Regions from separate parts of the Mus musculus genome. Here region 2 is linked to region 1. A link is a contact called in public HiChIP or PLAC-seq data. All regions are on one chromosome and are shown on one strand. Each heading gives the region's core, a stretch centred on a gene start, on an enhancer-like site or on the middle of the called end of the contact. The rest is flanking DNA. Distances are from core to core; before and after follow the strand shown.

Evidence for each region. HiChIP or PLAC-seq counts read pairs in DNA pulled down with a chosen protein or histone mark.
Region 2: a CTCF HiChIP or PLAC-seq map of pro-B cells shows a contact between it and region 1, with 4 times the contacts expected there. The contact joins two enhancer-like sites. A contact is called at or near these places in 1 of 15 datasets of contacts at CTCF or cohesin (pro-B cells) and 5 of 484 Hi-C or Micro-C datasets (ECoMG myeloid progenitors, Th1 cells, conventional type 1 dendritic cells and 2 more).

The regions. Positions count from the first base shown.
Region 1 is chr14:21,142,465-21,145,457 of GRCm38.p6, reverse strand. All of the region lies in intron 3 of Adk (adenosine kinase), which reads right to left. Among named protein-coding and RNA genes, the nearest start is that of Adk, 91 kb to the right of the region's middle. Within about 2 kb of position 1,612, at least 26 of the 459 cell types and tissues checked have an H3K27ac peak or open chromatin away from gene starts, as enhancers often do. A contact at or near this core is called in pro-B cells, where this site is marked.
Region 2 is chr14:21,298,342-21,301,334 of GRCm38.p6, reverse strand. All of the region lies in intron 6 of Adk (adenosine kinase), which reads right to left. Among named protein-coding and RNA genes, the nearest start is that of Gm52152, 120 kb to the left of the region's middle. Within about 2 kb of position 1,379, at least 27 of the 459 cell types and tissues checked have an H3K27ac peak or open chromatin away from gene starts, as enhancers often do. A contact at or near this core is called in pro-B cells, where this site is marked.

The DNA.
Region 1 (2,993 bases), core at 363-2,862:
AATACCATCCTAGATCCAAGGTGATCAAAGAAACAACCAAACATCAACATAAAGAAACATCACTACAAAACTTTTTAACAGTGACTGAGTTGACAAGGCCTACCCCATGCAATTAATGTCATTTAATGTCCCTCTATTAAACAAAAAGGCTAAGATCACCATACATTTGAATGCAACTGCTGAGAAAGAGAAAATCAAATCTAAAAAGTAATGGAAAATTGGAGAAAAATAAGACACCATGGAACAAAAGAGAAAGAAAAAAAAAAACCACTTAGCATTCTCAGAGAAATGCAGGTAAGTACTGCACCCATGAAACAAGAACCAAGTCTATTTTAAATTTAAGGGAGAAAATAAAGTATTTGTTTTTTAAATGTTAAGTCTTTCTCACTCTCTGAATCTTTTAAAATACTACTATTCAATTACTGCATGCATGCATGCTTGTATGCACGAATGTACCATGGCTTACATGTAAAGGTTGAATTCTCTCCTTCCACTGTGTGAGACCTGAAGAATCAACTCAGGTCTCAGGCTTGCAAGCATGAAACTTTACTTGCTGAGACATTTTACCAGGCTACATACTTTGAATATTAATAATACAAAGAAGTATTTAAAAAATTCTCAAAAGTTAAAAAAATATAACATAGATTACTTTGGGATTACATTTATAAAAAATAATCCAAGATGCCCAAATTTTGAAAATATGTTTCTAAAGCACCAAGAGTTAAGAGTAGGGAGATGGCTCCGGGCTAGGAGTGCTTGCTGCTCTTCCAGAGGGCCAGAGTACAGTTCCCACCACCCACAACTCCCACTCTATGGGAGCCAACAGAGGTGCATGCTACTACTTAATATCACACTAGAATATTAGCAGCACCATTAAACGAAAGGAGGAGAATGACAACTGTAAGTACTGGAAATCTAAGAGAGATTAATTAGTACTTACACTTCATATTGTTGAGTTGCTGAAAAAAGATACAAAGAAAACAAGTCAGGCATGTGGGAATATTCTTGCTGTACTCCCACTGCTCAAAAGGCCAAGGTGGGAGGATTGCCAGTTTGAGATCAAGTTTAAGTCAGCCAGGGTTACATAGCAGGTATCCTATCTCCAAACCAACACATAGACACAGACAGACAGACAGGCAGACAGACAGGCAGACAGACAAACAGACACACACACAGACTCTCTCTCTCTCTCTCTCTCTCTCTCTCTCACACACACACACACACACAGACTCTCTCTCTCTCTCTCTCACACACACACACACACATACACACACACAAAGAAGACAAGGAGGAGGAAGCTGATGCCTTAAGAGAGAGTCTGAGAGAAGGAAAAGCATATATGTAATAGAGTGGGCTGAAGGTCAGATTAAGTTATCTAAAAAGAGAATGTTAAAACAAAAATAAGAAAGAGAAGATTAATTCAAAGTAAACAAATTCAGCCATCATCGTGAACAAGCCTCGAAGCAGCCGTCCCTGGAGTGCCAAGAGAGGACCACAGTTCTAACATCACTACTGCAGCCAATGAACCGTGGAGCACAGCTGGGAGGATGGGAAGTTTGGGGCAAGCTTGGGCAACTGAGTTTCCTTTGCCAAGGTGTGGGGTTGGGAGGGAAAAAAACAACCTAGAGCAGAAACCGGCTCAGTGAGGGACTGTATTACACTTCTGAACTAAGGAACTGTGGGTTCATGAGAAGACAGAGCTTTTTATAAAGGGTTCATAAGATAGAGCGTTAAGTCCTGGGGGTTTGTTACAGCTGCAACAGGAAACTAACATACTCTCCCTTGCCAGAGTAGTCAAGTGCTGCCCCCTAGCATTTACACTTCGAGCTACACTATGGAGACCAGATTGATACAGATCCTATGTCATCAAATCCAACCTGCAGAACAAGAAAGCCTTCACACAACTTCTCTGTGATGCAGGGTCCTCATTTCTAACCCTTTGATGGCTTGCTCCATTGAATGCCATGCAGCTGCCATCTCTACAGTTAAAATGGGCAACAGTTTTGCTCAAGTCTCCAAGAGCCAATGCAGTGATGTATCTGAACTCGTTTGAGAGCCTTTGCCAGGGTGTTAATTGCTGTGGTACTGAAGATTGTTCCCCTGTTAACGACGCTTTGGCTTTGATGTTGACCAAAAATTAGAGGTTCAGAGGACTCATGTGCGGCTTAATGATGGGATGTATTCAGAAAAACATATAAGGAGATTTTTGTCACTGTGCAACACTAGAGTTATCTAATCAGAAGGAACAGCCTGCTACAAATCTAGGTGCATGAATTGGCTATCTGCTCCCAGACTATAATCATGCGTAACATATTATACTATTGAATACTGCAGGCAGCTACAATGCAACTGGAGGTATTTATAGAAAAGATACCATAAAAATACAATACGAAAGACAAAATATGGTGCTGTCCTCACCAATGGAGCATGCAACATTGGAAGTTACTGTGAGAGAGACAGTGGGTGAGTTTTGAGTGCTGAGTCAGACACACTGTGTTTTAGAACTGCTTAACACAGCCCACTATGTTACAAAAGCCTTTATTTTCATCTTTAGGTGTGTGTGTGTGTGTGTGTGTGTGTGTGTGTGTGTGTGTTTGCTCATGTGTGGGCATGCAGATATTGCAACATAAGGATGGAGATCAGAAGTCAGCTTGTGGAATATGGTTCTCTGCTTCTGTCATGTGAGTCCCTGTAACTGAACAGGTCACGAGGCTTTGTGGCAAGGGCCTTACCACCTGATGAGCCACCTTTCCAGCCCAATTTATTCTTTTAATAACATTCAGATTACTATCAACTTTTATATTTAATTTTCTTCTTTGTACTAACTTAAGACACAAAATATATTGTACTGCTGTATACAAAATGTTTAATTTCCTTCTGACCTTATTTCATGAGCATTTTCCTACTTTGAATTTCTTGTGAGATGGGGGGGAATAGTCTTTTGCAGTATCTCACACATACGAGGGGAGCCTTCTGCAGCAGAGCCACATCCA
Region 2 (2,993 bases), core at 130-2,629, 160 kb before region 1:
TTATTTTTATTGGACTTCACAGCATTTCTTTTCCTCATTTATTTGCATACGTGTTCCTGTGCACGTGAGTGCAGTGCCCTCCAAGTCCAGGAGGATACTCACGGAACACTATTTCTCCTCCTCTCCCTTCTCCCCCTCCTCCTCACATTTATTTCTATTTCATGTGCATCGGTGTTTTGCCTGCACATCTGCCTGTGTGGGCATCAGATTCCCTGTGACTGTGAGCTGCCACGTGACTGCTGGGACTCACACCTGGGACCTCTGGAAGAGCAGCCAGTGCTTTTTACCTCTGAGCCATCTCTCCTGCCACACTTTTTCTTTTTAAACGTAGGATCTCTCTTAACTACGTAGCTATGGCTGAACTGGGACTCTGTATGAAGACCAGGGTGGCCTTGAACTGCATGCCTCTGCATCTTACGTCCTGACTAAAGGCAGTGCCACTATGGACAGTAATCACTGAACACTTTCTAAAATTAAGTCTTTTCAGAATAAAATGGGGGAAAACAGTCAGTGCATAGTTTAAAAAAATACGGTAAGGTTGAGGGAATCCAGATAATTAGCACAATGGCTACCACCTAATTCATTTCCTACTGAAAAAAACAAAAACAAAAAACCAAAAGGAGGACAAGGACCATTAATTCTATGTACAAAAACATCTCTTAAAAACAACCTCAACAACAGAACCCCCAAAGCAAACAAGTAGAAACCTCCAGTGAATCCCAGAGTGAGAGATTCATAGCTCTTACACTCACACAGCACTAAGCCTTCTGGTACCAAAAGGCCCTGCTGTATTTCGCGACAGAGCAGAAATCATGGAAGTAAACAGGGAGGAGGATGCAAGGGGAGGGCCTGTGTCCACTCACTGTGAGAGAGGGGAAAGAAGGAGAAAGAGAGTGGGAGACTGCTCTTATGTCTGTCCATCCACCCACCCACCCTTCCAGCAACCGATGAAAGTTAGACTACTAACCAAAAGGTGCAGAGAGTAAAAGCACCATCCTCATTGACCTTCCTGTCTTGCTACCTAACAGATGTGTGTGTGTGTGTGTGTGTGTGTGGGGGGGGGGGTGGTGGTGGAGAGAATAACCGCAAAGGAAAAAAATGGGACAGAGATTAACCCAAGGAAGTTAAATTTCATGAAAAGCACTTTCCAGAATAGCAATAAATTTATAGGAATTGATAAACTAAAAAGCATAATGAGGAAAACAACCCCTACGCTGTTGTCAGTTATGATGAATTCTTTAGAAACACACAGACGCTAGGGGAAAGGCAGAGGAACTACAAAGGCTGAAGGAGGGGGAGAAAGAAGTTAGACTTCCCAAAAGAAGTTACTGTTAAAATATGACAGAGCAACGATCTCAAGACTCCAGAAGAGATGTATTTCTTCCTAGAATGCCACATGAATGAGGAAGTGAAATGTTAGACATGTAGGTTTCAGAGACTCTTTCTTCCTGTATTCTTTCTCAGAAAGAAGAGTGAGGGGGAAATGCAAGCTATCAAAAACCAAAACAAACCAATACCCAAACCAACACATTTAAATGAGGAGAGTATGTACGTAGGAGTCCTGCAATGGAACACTTAGCACAGATCTGACACGAAGGGGATTTAGAGCTGTGAGGATGCTTAGAGCAGAAGAATGAAGGGTCTCAAAAGCAAGGTCCTCAAGACGAACAGGGCAAGCAGACACGGCATGAAACACTAGTGGAAGAGTTAATGGGTGGCTGACCAGTTACTCTGTACAAAGTAATTAGCGCTACGAGGAGACACATGTATATAAGTCACCCTGATCACAGAGAGGCGACAGAAACAGGAAGATGAGAGACTTCAAAACTCCAAAAGAAAAATCACAAGAGTATAAAAGAACTTAGCTCCCAAAGGATGAATCAATGATCTATCTCTCTATCCATCTATCCACCCACCCACCCACCCATAACGTAGATGAATAAATTTGATTTAACCAAGTGTTTTATTGCAGAGTTAGTGAGGGGCAGGCATAGTCCAGGATGTATGTGTACAGGAGAGTCAAATGTCCAGCACTAAGTAAGCAGTAAGGATAGTGTCACACTATCAGCTATAATCTTGACAGTTATCGTGGGCTAGGTAGACTCTTCCCCAAGTCTTCCACATATATTTACCCACTTAGCTAAAACTAAAACCCTGGGGGGAAAGGCACCACTTTAATCTCATTAGATACTAAGGACACCGACACATGACACATAAGACAAATGGCTTCTCAAAGACCACAGCTAGGAAGAGATGGCACCAGGGATTTAGCCTGGACATTCTCATTCGAGAACATTTAAGAAGGGCTGTTCTAGATCCGCTCCTGTGCTGGGTGATGAGCAAAGCTACAAACAGAACCCCAGGCAGACAGCTAAACATCCTCCTGCAGCCCCGTTCCACCCTGTCCTTTTTCTTTCCTTCCTGGCTTTTATTTGCTTAAAGCTTGGTCTGACTTTGTTACCCACAGTGGCCTCAAACTTGCAGCAATTTTCCTACTTCAGTCTCCAGAGCGCTGAGATTACAGGTAAGAGCCACTCTGCCTGGCTCAATCAACTGTCTGTAATGCATTAAAAGTTGAGTTTTGCTTTAAGAAATGAGGCCAGGTGTGGAAGTGCACAACATAATGCCAGCACTCAGGAGGCAGAGGCAGGCAGATCTTTGTGAGTTTAAGGTCAGCCTACGTACAGGACAGCCAAAGCTCCGTTACATACAGAAACCTAGTCTGAACAAACTAAAACTAAGTAAATAAATAGAAAGAGAAAAATCCCACTTAGATACCTCTTTTTCCTGCATTTGAAATTTAGTAAATTAATCTTAAGAGCAGGAGAAAAATGCCTGCTGGCTACGTGAGTAAGAGTCTATGAAAATCCACAGAAGGTATGAAAAGCACACTTAATGTCATTAAGTCACTACTGCTATATTTAAAAACGTGTTTCTCTCTGTAATTTTGTATTTTGGAAAATACTAAACCTACAGAAAATAAAATATTTGAA